Linked DNA regions of Mus musculus: regions 1 and 3 are each linked to region 2. Evidence: chromatin contacts called from public HiChIP or PLAC-seq and promoter capture Hi-C data. All regions are on one chromosome and are shown on one strand. Each heading gives the region's core, a stretch centred on a gene start, on an enhancer-like site or on the middle of the called end of the contact. The rest is flanking DNA. Distances are from core to core; before and after follow the strand shown.

The links. Promoter capture Hi-C pulls out the DNA fragments that hold promoters and counts their contacts. HiChIP or PLAC-seq counts read pairs in DNA pulled down with a chosen protein or histone mark.
Region 1: a contact with region 2 is called in a promoter capture Hi-C map of cranial neural crest. The contact joins the promoter of Timm17a here to the promoter of Klhl12 in region 2. A contact is called at or near these places in 1 of 39 promoter capture datasets (cranial neural crest) and 1 of 115 datasets of contacts at active chromatin or transcription factors (embryonic stem cells).
Region 3: an H3K27ac HiChIP or PLAC-seq map of extraembryonic endoderm stem cells shows a contact between it and region 2, with 7 times the contacts expected there. The contact joins the promoter of Zbed6 here to the promoter of Klhl12 in region 2. A contact is called at or near these places in 1 of 39 promoter capture datasets (hippocampal neurons) and 1 of 115 datasets of contacts at active chromatin or transcription factors (extraembryonic endoderm stem cells).

What each region holds. Positions count from the first base shown.
Region 1 is chr1:135,311,061-135,315,125 of GRCm38.p6, forward strand. It overlaps Timm17a (translocase of inner mitochondrial membrane 17a), which reads right to left and starts at 2,677. Exons shown (of 6, transcript NM_011590.2): 1 at 2,634-2,677. The coding sequence starts at 2,659.
Region 2 is chr1:134,453,020-134,457,020 of GRCm38.p6, forward strand. Klhl12 (kelch-like 12) reads left to right here and starts at 2,512. Exons shown (of 12, transcript NM_001311136.1): 1 at 2,512-2,646.
Region 3 is chr1:133,659,535-133,663,300 of GRCm38.p6, forward strand. Zbed6 (zinc finger, BED type containing 6) reads right to left here and starts at 1,351. Exons shown (of 1, transcript NM_001166552.1): 1 at 1-1,351. The coding sequence starts at 63. Zc3h11a (zinc finger CCCH type containing 11A) reads right to left here and starts at 1,865. Exons shown (of 18, transcript NM_001276767.1): 1 at 1,703-1,865.

The sequences.
Region 1 (4,065 bases), core at 1,427-3,926, 860 kb after region 2:
AAATTCTGTTTCAAGCAACTCTCAGCAGAGTTGTAATTCTCTACCACCATCTCCTTCCAAATAAGAAGCTGGGAGTCTAGTGCACTGCTGGCACACATCATCCACCATGTTTCTAACCTAAAGGAATTCTGTGAAACAAACATTAAAACTGTTGTTTCTATAGTGTTCTTGTGTATAGATGCTGTCGTCTATCAATGGGGTGGAGGAAGTGAGGGAGGCTTCACCGCTCTGGAGTACAAGCGTCCACTGGCACAGCATGTGACACAAAACAGAAGACCCTAGCAAATGAGTGGGAATGGGCCCGAAACAGGGCACTGGCTGCTTCCTGTCTTCACAGACGTCCCCCCAGGCTCTGTCAGCCTGGCACCGCCCCAGTGACAATGGAATGGTTGGCTACTCCAGAGCTCCTGTCAACTCTCCATCAGTCCAAAGGCTGTATAAAAACCCTGGCTGCTGTGCAATACAGTAGCTCTGCACCTCAATGCTGGCCTTTGGAATCTGTTTGGCCAGGTTAGTGACTCCGCCTCCTCACCCACTCCTTGATCCTGGTTCCCACACACATGCTGCCTGGGCAAGCACAGAGAGGTTTACTTGGGCTTATAAACAATTTTACAACGAAGTCTAAAGTTAGCAACAACAACAAGAAGTCGTTTGTAAGTAGTATGTCCATTAGAAGTAGAAGAAATTTCTCAGTGTGTCACACAGTCTCAAGAGATATGTACTTGGGAGAAAGAGACAGAGACCAGCCTAGGCTACATGGTAAAACTCTATCTTAACCCCCAAACTATGGTCCCTCCCTATAAAAGACAAGCGCTATAGTAAGCCAGCACCTGGTCCATCACTATAACAGTAGTATATTTTATTTATTTATTTATTTTGGGTTTTTTTTTTTTTTTTTTTTTTGAGACAGGGTTTCTCTGTGTAGTCCTGTTGTCCTGGAACTCACTCTGTAGACCAGGCTGGCCTTGAACTCAGAAATCCGCCTGCCTCTGCCTCCCAAGTGCTGGGATTAAAGGCGTGCGCCACCACCGCCCGGCAACAGTATGCTTTTAAACTTGCCATTATTGCTCACTAGAATCTAAATAATGACTAATTTCCCTTTAGAATTCATAATCTTCTAACTTGATAAAAAGACTGGGACTATCTCCTCTGTATTTTACAAATGAACGAAGGCTCACACAGAAGTTAAGTAGCCTGCCCCAGATGGAATAAATAACTAGAACAGCCAACTTAAGCACAAAAGTTGGTACTCCAACCCCCCGCAAACTCTGTCCACTCTATTTATAGATCCTAAAGCACTCCGAGAAAGCAACAAAGAAGTATTATGACAATGATTAAACCATCTACTGTTTCAGACAGCGCTGGCCTCAGAACACACCAAGAAAAAAAAGGAATGTCCAGTAACTTATCAAACATCAAGACATGGCCTTGCTATGTATCCTGGGCTAGCCTAGAACCTAAGTGCTGAGATTACCAGCATGCACAGTGCACTCTGATGAAAATATGTCTGACACAAGGTCTAACCCCAGCTGCCCTAGAACTTGCTATGGAGCCCAGGCTGTCCTTAAACTTGCTGGCTCTCCTGCTTCTACCTCATGAGGCCTGTGCCACCTGACCTGGGGAAAACTCAAATGTATCAAAATTACCCCTCCTGCTAATCTGTGTCATTATACGGCATCTAGTACCAATTTATACAGTCCAGCTAAACCCTGCATATCCAACCCCAACACATGGAGATAACCTCCTCTGAGGACAGAAGGCTGAAGCATACTTTTGGGAGTGCCACCAAATAATAATTTAAAATCCTGGGCAGACACACTATTTGAGGATAATACCCTGACGCTCATTACAAACAAAAACCCAGAATACCAAGATCTATTAGCTTGTGACACCTGAGGCTTTATTCAAACAACTGTTGAGACTCGACAGCTATTACATTAATTTACTGCAAACAGCTATGCCTGATTTACTCTTGTTTACACCTTGAGCCAAGCATACAGCCCTTACTTAATAAACACTTAATGAATTTATGTCTATTCATGGCTTTTCAGAGAACACACGCAGCTCATCTCTTCCTATTTTCCACATACTGATATATCTTTTTTCTTCGGGAATTCCACATAGGAAAGGCCGCTTCAGCCTACAAGGAGCTCATCCAGCCCCCTTGGATGTTGGGTGAAATTTGTGGTCTACTCATTTGAAATGCTTCATCGTGGGGACACTTAGTCCTCATAGGCATAAGGCCTCGGGTATGGCACTCGGAGATCTACATTCCCTTCGTCGAGGCAGAAACTGAGCAGAGCGAGGCTTAGGGACGTGTTCAAGGTCGCCTCAGCAGGCAGAAGGGATCATTATTGTCCCCGCACAAAGTCGACAGCACCTGCCATAGGGAGGAGGTTCCAAAGCTCCACCAAGCCCAGCACCGGACCTCCTCCCAATGCACCACAAGGTCACAGGGGTGCTGGGGTCCTGGCACACTGCGCTAAAAAGCCACCTTTGTCACGCTCATCCACACTACCCACAGCTGCCCAGATCTCGGCGCCGAGCCGCGCGGAGCTCCGCTTGCACCTCAGACTCCGACCACGGCGGATGGAGGAGGTAATTAAGGGACAAGGGCGGCGGCGGCAACTCACCACGGCTCTCTCGCGTATTCCTCCATCTTGGCTCCAACCCGCGCGAGAGTCTACGGCACGCTGGGCGGAAATTGATCCCCGCGACGGAAGTGATCCCAGGCGGAGGCGTGCTACTGGACGGGGATTGGAGCATCTCTTCCTGCCGCAGCCAATGGCAATCGGACTCCTTGTAGACCCGGAGCGTGGAGGCTCCCCGGCCAGGGCGTGGAGGTTCGGGGGTTCGGAGTACTGAGTGACAGAGTTCAGATCAGCCCCGTGGCCTGGGATAAACATTGATTGCCCTTTTTTTCGAGACAGAGTTTCTCTGCCCTGGAACTCGCTTATGTAGCCCAGTCTGGCTTCAAACTCAGATCAGCCAGCCTGTGCCTCCCGAGTGCTGGATTAAAGGTGTGTGTCACCACTATCCAGCCGCTATTTTTTAAAAAGTGCTTTTGCTGTCAGGTATTTATTAATAGTGCTACTTAATTTGCCGTGAACAGTGAATCTTTAATAAATATATGTAGCTCTTTTAGAGCAGATCTATATAGTCATAATGTCTGGAATGTAATAGATAACTTTTAAAATAAAGATTATTTTTATTAATTGATGTATGTACGGGATCTGGTGGGTGCATGGAGGTCTAAGGAGAGTCTACAGAACTGGAATTGTCAGGGCTGACAGCGAGTACTTTACCCACTGAGCCAATTTAGCAGCCCGAAAATAAGTGTTCATCTTATAGAGACAATTGGACCATTTCAGGAGCCATGGCCAATTTGAGACCATTGATTTTGGGGGTCGTTGGTGCCAGATCCTCTTCCATGCCTCCCCACAAAGGATAACCCAGAAAGCATGAGATATGTTTAGCCCAGAGAAAAGAGACTGAAAATAGGGCTATAGTCATACTTAAGTTGGTAAGTCAGATCCCCAGCATCATACACACACACACACACACACACACACACACACACACACACACACACACGGTTATGGTGGCACATATTGAAGTTCAGTGTTATATCCTCAGTTGCATTTAGAGTTCAAAGCCATCCTGAGATACTCCAGACTTCCCTTGTTAAAGAAGAAAAAGCTAAAAGTATGAAGTTTCACCAGCCTTATCAGGAAAACACAGTCACTGCCAGCTATAAAGGGAGTTCTTGTTCCATTCCACCTTAAAACAACAACAACGCCGGGCGTGGTGGCGGACGCCTTTATTCCCAGCACTTGGGAGGCAGAGGCAGGCAAATTTCTGAGTTCGAGGCCAGCCTGGTCTACAGAGTGAGTTCCAGGACAGCCAAGGCTACACAGAGAAACCCTGTCTCAAAAAAAAAAACAACAACAACAACAAAACAAAGCTAGATATTTGAGGCTAGACAGATGGCATAGCAATCAAGAGCCTGACTGTTCTAGAGGACTGGGGTTCAATTCCCAGCACAAATGGCAACTCACAATTGTC
Region 2 (4,001 bases), core at 1,262-3,761:
ATGTATTTTTTTTGAGACAAAGGTCTCTCCCACCCTAATCACCATGAGCATTCTCTTTCGCTACAACATTAGGATTTTTTTAAAAAACAAGAAACAAACAACCCCCCCCCAAAAAAAAACAAAAAACAAAACCAAAAACCAAGCTCTGTGTAGCTCTGGTGGCCCGAGCATTTTTCCCCAGCCTGCTTGTCAGTTTTCTTGGTAATTGTCATTCTATCTTGGATAAGCTACTGACAAAGGTCTTTCGAATGTACAGCCCAGTCACCTGGGAGGATCAAGTACCCTCAAATTCTTTCCTTTTTTCCTTCCCTTCCCTTCCCTTTTCCCCTTCCCTTCCCTTTTTCCCTTCCCTTCCCTTTTCCCCTTCCCTTCCCTTTTTCCCTTCCCTTCCCTTTTTCCCTTCCCTCCCCTTTTTCCCTTTCCTTTCCCTTTCCTTTCCCCTTCCTTTCCCCTCCTCCCCCTCTCTTTTGTTCTTTCTTCTTGTTTGAAGTAGGGTTTCTCTATGTAGCCCTGGCTATCCTGGAACTCACTCTGTAGACCAGGCTGGCCTCAAACTCAGCTATCTGCCTGTTTCTGCCTCTGGAATTAAAGGTATGCACCACCACTAACTGGTGAAAACCTTCCACCACACAACAACGAACTAATAGCTCCCCCCTCCCTTTTTTTTCCACAGTTAACACTGAGAAAAGAGCTTTTTACTGTTGACATTTTACAACTGGGTCTGGCTGGTCTGTTGCTCATTAAATAGGTCCAGGTTTGCCTCAAATCGCATCCTTCTGCTTCTTGAATGCTGGAAATACAAACCTTAGTTAGTATGCCTGGCCACAAAACTGTTTTTACATATTGTATCTTTCCACTTGGATCTGGTTGTTATCCAATACATCTATGTAGCAACTTTCTCCAAGTTTTCCTTGATACTTTTCTGTCTGCCTTCCTGTCTGTGCCTCCTCGCTGTCCTATTTTCTCCTTCCTTCCCTCATCTCACCCCTGGAATGCACACAACCTCCTCTTTAGGCCATTTTTCTCTCTTATGGCTCCAAGAATATCCATACGTGTGCAAGTACACTTTAACCTTTCTTGGTTTCAAACCACACTAATTCATATTTACTTGCTTAAAAGATGTACTCATATACATAAAATAAATAAAATCTTAAAAACAAAAACAAAGAAACTCTCAACCCTCTGACCTTCACCTGTCTTGGGCCTTTCACATGCCAGCCACATTTTCAGCTTTAGTTGTTATTGTTTTCTCCCCTTGAATTTGTTCTCTCCTGCTTTAGTCTCCCAAGTGTGGGTATGCACGTGTAATGTCTAGCTCTCACAGAAATTCTTAAAGAATTTGTGTGTTTTTCTGCTCATCAGGAAAGCATTTGCCTAGATGAAAGAAAAAGGGCAAAGATGTTACTAGGGGAAATGCATATATAAAAGCAGAAGTAGCCAGAGAAGACCAGGAGAACCAGTAGATATGTTTTGTAATTTTAAGATTTTATGTGCATAAATGGTTTGCCTACATGTATACATGAGCACCATGTATGTGCCTGGTGCCCAAGATCGTTAGCTTCTGTTCTAGCTACCTTAAGTTCATCTGCTGTAGTAGTTCTGGGTCCAGATTTGGTGGGGAAGCATTCCTGCCCTGAAGTCTGATGACTACACTACAAAACCTAGACAAAATAGATCTACATTGATCATTTTAACAACTATTTCCAGAGTGCCCTCAACATTTTCTATCAATTCTGCACTCTGTCCACCATATTTAAATGTCAGGAACAGTTTGGGATCAAGAAGCTATGACACGAAGAAAACACTATGTAAAACGAAGACGCTGCCCTCTTGACTACACTTTACTATCCCTAAGAACCAAACGCCGTGCAAAGGAAAACTGGATAATCCAATTAGTCATTCATCTATACTGGAACAAGAAACATCTTTCCCTTCTCAGCCAAAGGCAAAAAGTCAAAATCAACGAAAAGCAAACGTCCTAAGAACCGCAGCACTAATGAACGACCATGGTGAGTCAGAGGAGAGGAGATGGCTGTGGCGTCTTCTTTGAGAAGGGTCTTTGCAGTTTCCCCTACTGCGACCCATTTCTGGTGGCTCAGTCAATCCACAAGTTCCTTTTCCTTGGAGTGAAGGAAGCAATCGCCTCATGGTGACAGGCACATTTAGGACCCTGTGGTTATCCGGGATGGGAAAGTCCTCCCTATGGTGAAGCGGAGCCTGATTCTTCAGAAACCGACCTAGAGAACTCTGAAACCCCGTGGGTCTCCCGAGTGTGGCAGGAACGCAGCCTAGCGCCTGCCATACCGCGTGGGGACCGCCAGTCTTGGGTCCTTCTGGCCTCCAGCGCACTGTCACACGCGGCACTCCCCACCCACCCGTCTACCCACTCTCAGGTCTCTTTTTCTGAGCTCTCAGGTAAGCAGGACTTCTTGGCTCGGCCTCCTAAGGTGACGTAACCCAGGAGAGGCCCGCCCCTCCCGTGGCGTGACGTCATCATGCCGCGCGGTCGCCGTACTCCGAGACTGGAGTTTACCACGGAGACTGCTCCGCAGCGGCTGGTCCGGGCGGCAGCGGCGGCGCTCCGGCTGCTCAGCCGCCTGGGAGCCCGGCGCCTAGCACCTCGGCTCGGACGGCCCAGGAGCCCTGGTGAGTGAGCGCGGCCCTGACACACGGCCTTTCCCTCTGCCCTCAGCCGGGGGCGCGGCCTTCCCCCAACCCGGGTACCCCCCCCAGCCCGGGTCGGTAGGAGATGAGCTGGGGCGCTGCAGGCATAGCGCTGCCTTCTCGGCTTCTCCGGAGCAGCTGCCGCCTGCCCCGGGAGAAGGTTTAACCTGGGAGGAAAGAATTCAGCTGAGAAACAGTAAGGGGACGTTTATTTAGTAAAGCTACACACTCCAAAGATTGGAGTGGGCTTCCTCCGAAGGTAGGCAGTAGCGCATTGGGGTTTTAAAGAAGTTTCTTAAGAATATTAGTGAGGTGTAAGGTATATTCATGCATGAAGGTAAGATAATTCCCTTTCCCTCCCAAATTATAGTGGTCTTCACCTCCTCTTGTAAGGCATTTATCCCCAGCAATCTTGAAAAAAAAAAAAAAAAGCAAGGTATGGGGTGGGAGATTTGGAAACTCCAACACATTGTAATGAAGCCAGTGCCTTTTGAGAATGCAGACCCTTTAACGCGGTTTTGGCAATTTGTTAAGTATCGTTTGCCTTGGTGGAACATCCCAAATACAGTTTTACAGATTTTGACCATGGGAACCTTAGTGTAGTCCCTGCTTAACCGGGAGACACAGCTACCAAGATACTGTTGCAGCTTCCATGATTACCGCATATCTAACTCCTTGCCTACCTAGGTCTCCCTAATACTTGATGGTAAGCTTGGTGTTCTTAGGGGAGAACTCCTTTCTCTCTCTCTCTCTCTCTCTCTCTCTCTCTCTCTCTCTCTCTCTCTCTCTCTCTCTCTCATTGCCTTTTTTCTTCCTTCTAGAATGATTTAGAATGGAACCCCTCTATTTACATATTAGCTGTTCTAGAATGTGTAGTTTTTGAATGGTGAATATATGGTCAGGCTTTGTGCTAGGAGGAAAGTTGCAGCCCTGAGGTTACTGTCATTTATGAAACAAATCTTAAAGTTTAATCACAGGCTGGGCCTTGTGCTAGAACACTAGGAAATCTTCATAATCTTCAGCTCCTGAGAATTCAGCAAATCCCCAGTTTCTTGCATCTCATAGTTTGAAACTATGTTAGCTTAAGCAAACCTTTTAAAAACAAAAAGCATTTACTTTAGCAAGTTGTCTCAGTTTTTGGTTAAATACATGTTGCAGAGTTTGGGGGGGGGGGGGAGTGTCCAGAGTCCTTTTGAAGGAGCTACTGAACAAAAGATGACAATGTAGAATCTCAGTTTTAATCTTAGGAAATTAGGATTGTAGACTTTAGATGAATAGTTTCTTTTTTCTTTGGTTCATTTTAGAAAGTTTTGCATCCTCAAAGGACAGTTTTCATA
Region 3 (3,766 bases), core at 101-2,600, 790 kb before region 2:
AGTACTGCATCTTCTGCCAGGAGAGATTGAGGAAACTGGTACACTTAGAGTACATACACTCATTCTCTTTATGTCTCCACAATGCGGACCAGAACCTCTCAGTGGGTTTATTACTCTGGCAGAAATACAGCTGACCCTCTCCACTTGTATTACCTTTCCTCCAGTTTCTATGGGGAGTCAAATTCCCTTTCAACTGATGATTTCCAAGCCAGGTTATTTTTGGAGGAAAAATGACAGCAATGGAGAACATTCCCAAACTCTGTCTTGCAGGGCTTTAGGAGTTCTTGTAACTTTCAAATTCAAATCGTCCAGTGTCCTTATGTTATAGAAAAGAGAACCGAGGCCCATTTTCCCACCGTCATGGGATCTGGAGCAGCTAAAGGTTAAGTCTTCCAAATTGCAGGTTCACGTTCTTGCTGCCGAATCAAGAACTTCATCTGCTGGAAATGCCTTCAGTTCTTAAAATATGTACTTTTAGTGAATCCACACGACAACAACACTGGCTTTCCCTTAACTTCGGGAATATTTTCAGGAAATTTCACTTAAGCTTAGTGCACCACTCAACAGTCATCATTTAAGACTGACTTGCCAATACAACCTAAAAAGTCAATTCCGGCCAGCTAAATCAGATTCCACATACTAGGCATTAGCAGTAAGCGCTAGCTGTGCCCTTTCTGTTCTGATATTTTGAAAACTATAGGTGGCTGAAGAAAAATTAACTGGAAATAAAATTTCAAAACAAGGTAACAAGCTATATTCTTCATTTACGGTTTCTATCAAGAGTTCATATTTTTAGACTGAAGCAACATTACATACAACCTGTAAATAACTCATAAATTGACATTCTATGAGCAGCCAAACTAAAATAAGCTTTAAACCACTTCCATTCCTTTTCCGTGGGCCCCCTCCCCTCCCCTCAATACCAACACGTTTACCCTACGAAAGCATGGCTACCACTAGCTGCACAGCCGCCTTCTCTGGGTTCAGAACCAAAGCCTGGTAGATGTCAACAAAACGAGCCTTCCCCATGGGGATCCGCACCGATTATGGGCGTCTAAGGGGTGTTCTTCGTACGATCTCACCAATCCTACAAGAACGAAGAGTCCCTGTAGCTCTTGACTTCGAGGATGAAGGCTTGGGCGGGAGAGTAATCAGGGTAGGGAATGGGAATAGGATACCAGAATTCGACTCTGTATGTGGAATATTAGAAAACCTCCAAAGTAGTGGGACCCTAGAGAGGAAGGCGAGGAGGTAAAGTCGGGTCCAGGCACTTGATCTGATCTCGGGAGGGAGGGCCAGCTAACTAAAGAAACTGATTCCCGGAAGAGAGCAACCTAGTGTCAGTTCCCCCTCCGGGGGTCCGAAACAGTCGCTTTTCCGGGGCTACCCGGGAATCCCGGTTCGGGAACACCGGATGTGGGGGGAGGGGGAAGAGGTTGGTAAGTAAGGGAGCAGGCGCCGTGGGGGTGGGGCGGAGCGGGTGGGGGCAGGGAGGGTGGGAAAGTGAGCTGAAGTCTGCCTAGGAGCCCAGCAGGCCGGGGCCGCCGGCGGGAGTCCGGGTAGCTGCCGTGCTGATGGGCCCGGTTCAGACTTCCCGGGCTAGGCCGAAAGTCGGGCGAGGGGAGGCCGCTGCCACTCCCCTCGCCCTCTTCTCCCTCCCAGGCCCCAAGTCACCCGGGAATCAAAAAATGGGTCTAGTTACCAGAGAACAGAAACTTTACCGAACCGATGACAATGTCTCCGACTCCCGCGTGCTGCCACGTCTTTCTCTTTTCTTAGCTGCGGTCGCCCGCCGTCCTCACAGCAGCCGAACAAGCAGAAACCCAGGACTGCCAGCGTCAAAGATGGCGCCCGGCTACAGGCTCGCCTTTAAGGCTGGGCCAGTGAAAGTGCCAGCACGACGCAAAGCGCAGGCATTCTGGGAGTTGTAGTTTCCTCTATGAGGCCAGCCTTAAAATGGCTTCTTGGGTCATAGGGTCACGTGTCACGGAGGCACGGGGACCGGAATTTCTTTCTGTGGACCCGGATGCCTATCAGAAAATTATTCTTCACGAAAGTTTTGTTTTGTTGTAAAATCAAGGAGAGAAGCAAGAAACCTGTCTACCAGATACCAAACATTCAATTTATGTTAACCAGAGTGTGTATAATGAGCCTTCCAAACCTGATAGACATTTAATTAAAAATTAGCTCCGAACTAACTGACCTGTTGTGGCAGCACTTAAGAAGCAGAGGCAAGCAAGTCTCTGTGAGTTTGAGAACACCCAGATCTATATAGTGAGTTCCAAAACAGCCAGGACTATTTAGAGAGTCCTGTATCACAAAACAAAACAAAAACAAAAACAAAAACAAAAACAAAAACTACTTTTCTCTTGCAAAGTTGAAGGACTTCCATAGCAGAAGTTCTGCTCTGGATGCTTTCCTTTACTTAATCACATTTATCTGTTTGTTTGTTTTGGCTTTTGAGACAGATATACTATGAACTCCTAACCTGGAACTTGCTCTGTAGACCAGGCTAGCCTCCAATCTTTAGCAATTCTTCCTCTCCTTGAGTGCTAGTGCCACAGGCATCTGCTACCATGCCTGGCTAGTTTTGTCTGTCTTTCTTTCTTTCTTTCTTTCTTCCTTTCTTTCTTTCTTTCTTTCTTTCTTTCTTTCTTTCTTTCTCTCCTTCCTTCCTTCTTTCTTTCTCTCCTTCCTTCTTTCTTTCTTTTTTTCTTTCTTTCTTTTTTAAGGTTTATTTATTTTATATGAGTACACTGAAGCTGTCTTCAGACACACCAGAAGAGGGCATCAGATCCTATTACAGATGGTTGTGAGCCACCATGTGGTTGCTGGGAATTGAACTCAGGACCTCTGGAAGAGCAGTCAGTGCTCTTAACCACTGAGCCTTCTCTCCAGCCCATTTGTTTGTTTTCTTAAAACAACGTGTGTTAGAAAAATAATCCATGTTTGATAAGAAAGTTACAAGATCGTGCAGTATGTAAAGCACTTTCCATGTATGCCTCAATTCCATCCCCAAAACCCATAAAGTTGTCCTCTGACATTTAAAAGTATACTGTGACAGGAACACCCATCAGACAACAATCTTTTTTTTGTTTTGTTTTTGTTTTTGTTTTCTTCAAGACAGGGTTTCTCTGTGTGGCCCTGGCTGTCCTGGAAGTCACTTTGTAGACCAGGTTGGCCTTGAATTCAGAAATCTGCCTGCCTCTGCCTCCTGAATGCTGGGATTAAAGGCGTGTGCCATCACTGCCCGGCGACAACAATCACTTTTAAAAAATGAAAATAAAATTGTAAGTTCAATCGCCAAGTTGGGGGTGTCAGGAAGTTATGAAGAGCAGTGGGGAAGGAGGAATTTACGAAGGTTGAGAGACAAGAAGGAAAAAAATATGAGCAACTACCTCTCATTATTCACGTTATTTTGTACTTTTTCTTTAATATGAAGACAGACAGAAACACACACACACACACACACACACACACACACACACACGCTCGCGCACATAGTTTTTGGGAAAGAAATGGCCTCTGGGCCTGGTATAGTAGTATACACCCCTGATTCCAGCTCTTATGCCACAATAACATAAGATCACCACAGGCTAATCAAGACTATGTAATAAAATCCACAACAAAACATTCGAGGCGTGGTGGCGAGCACCATTAGTCCCAGCACTGAGAAGGCAGAGGCAGGTGGATCTCTGAGTTCAAGGCCTGCCTGGTTACAGAGAGAGTTCCAGGACAGCCAGGGCTACACAAAGAAACCTTATCT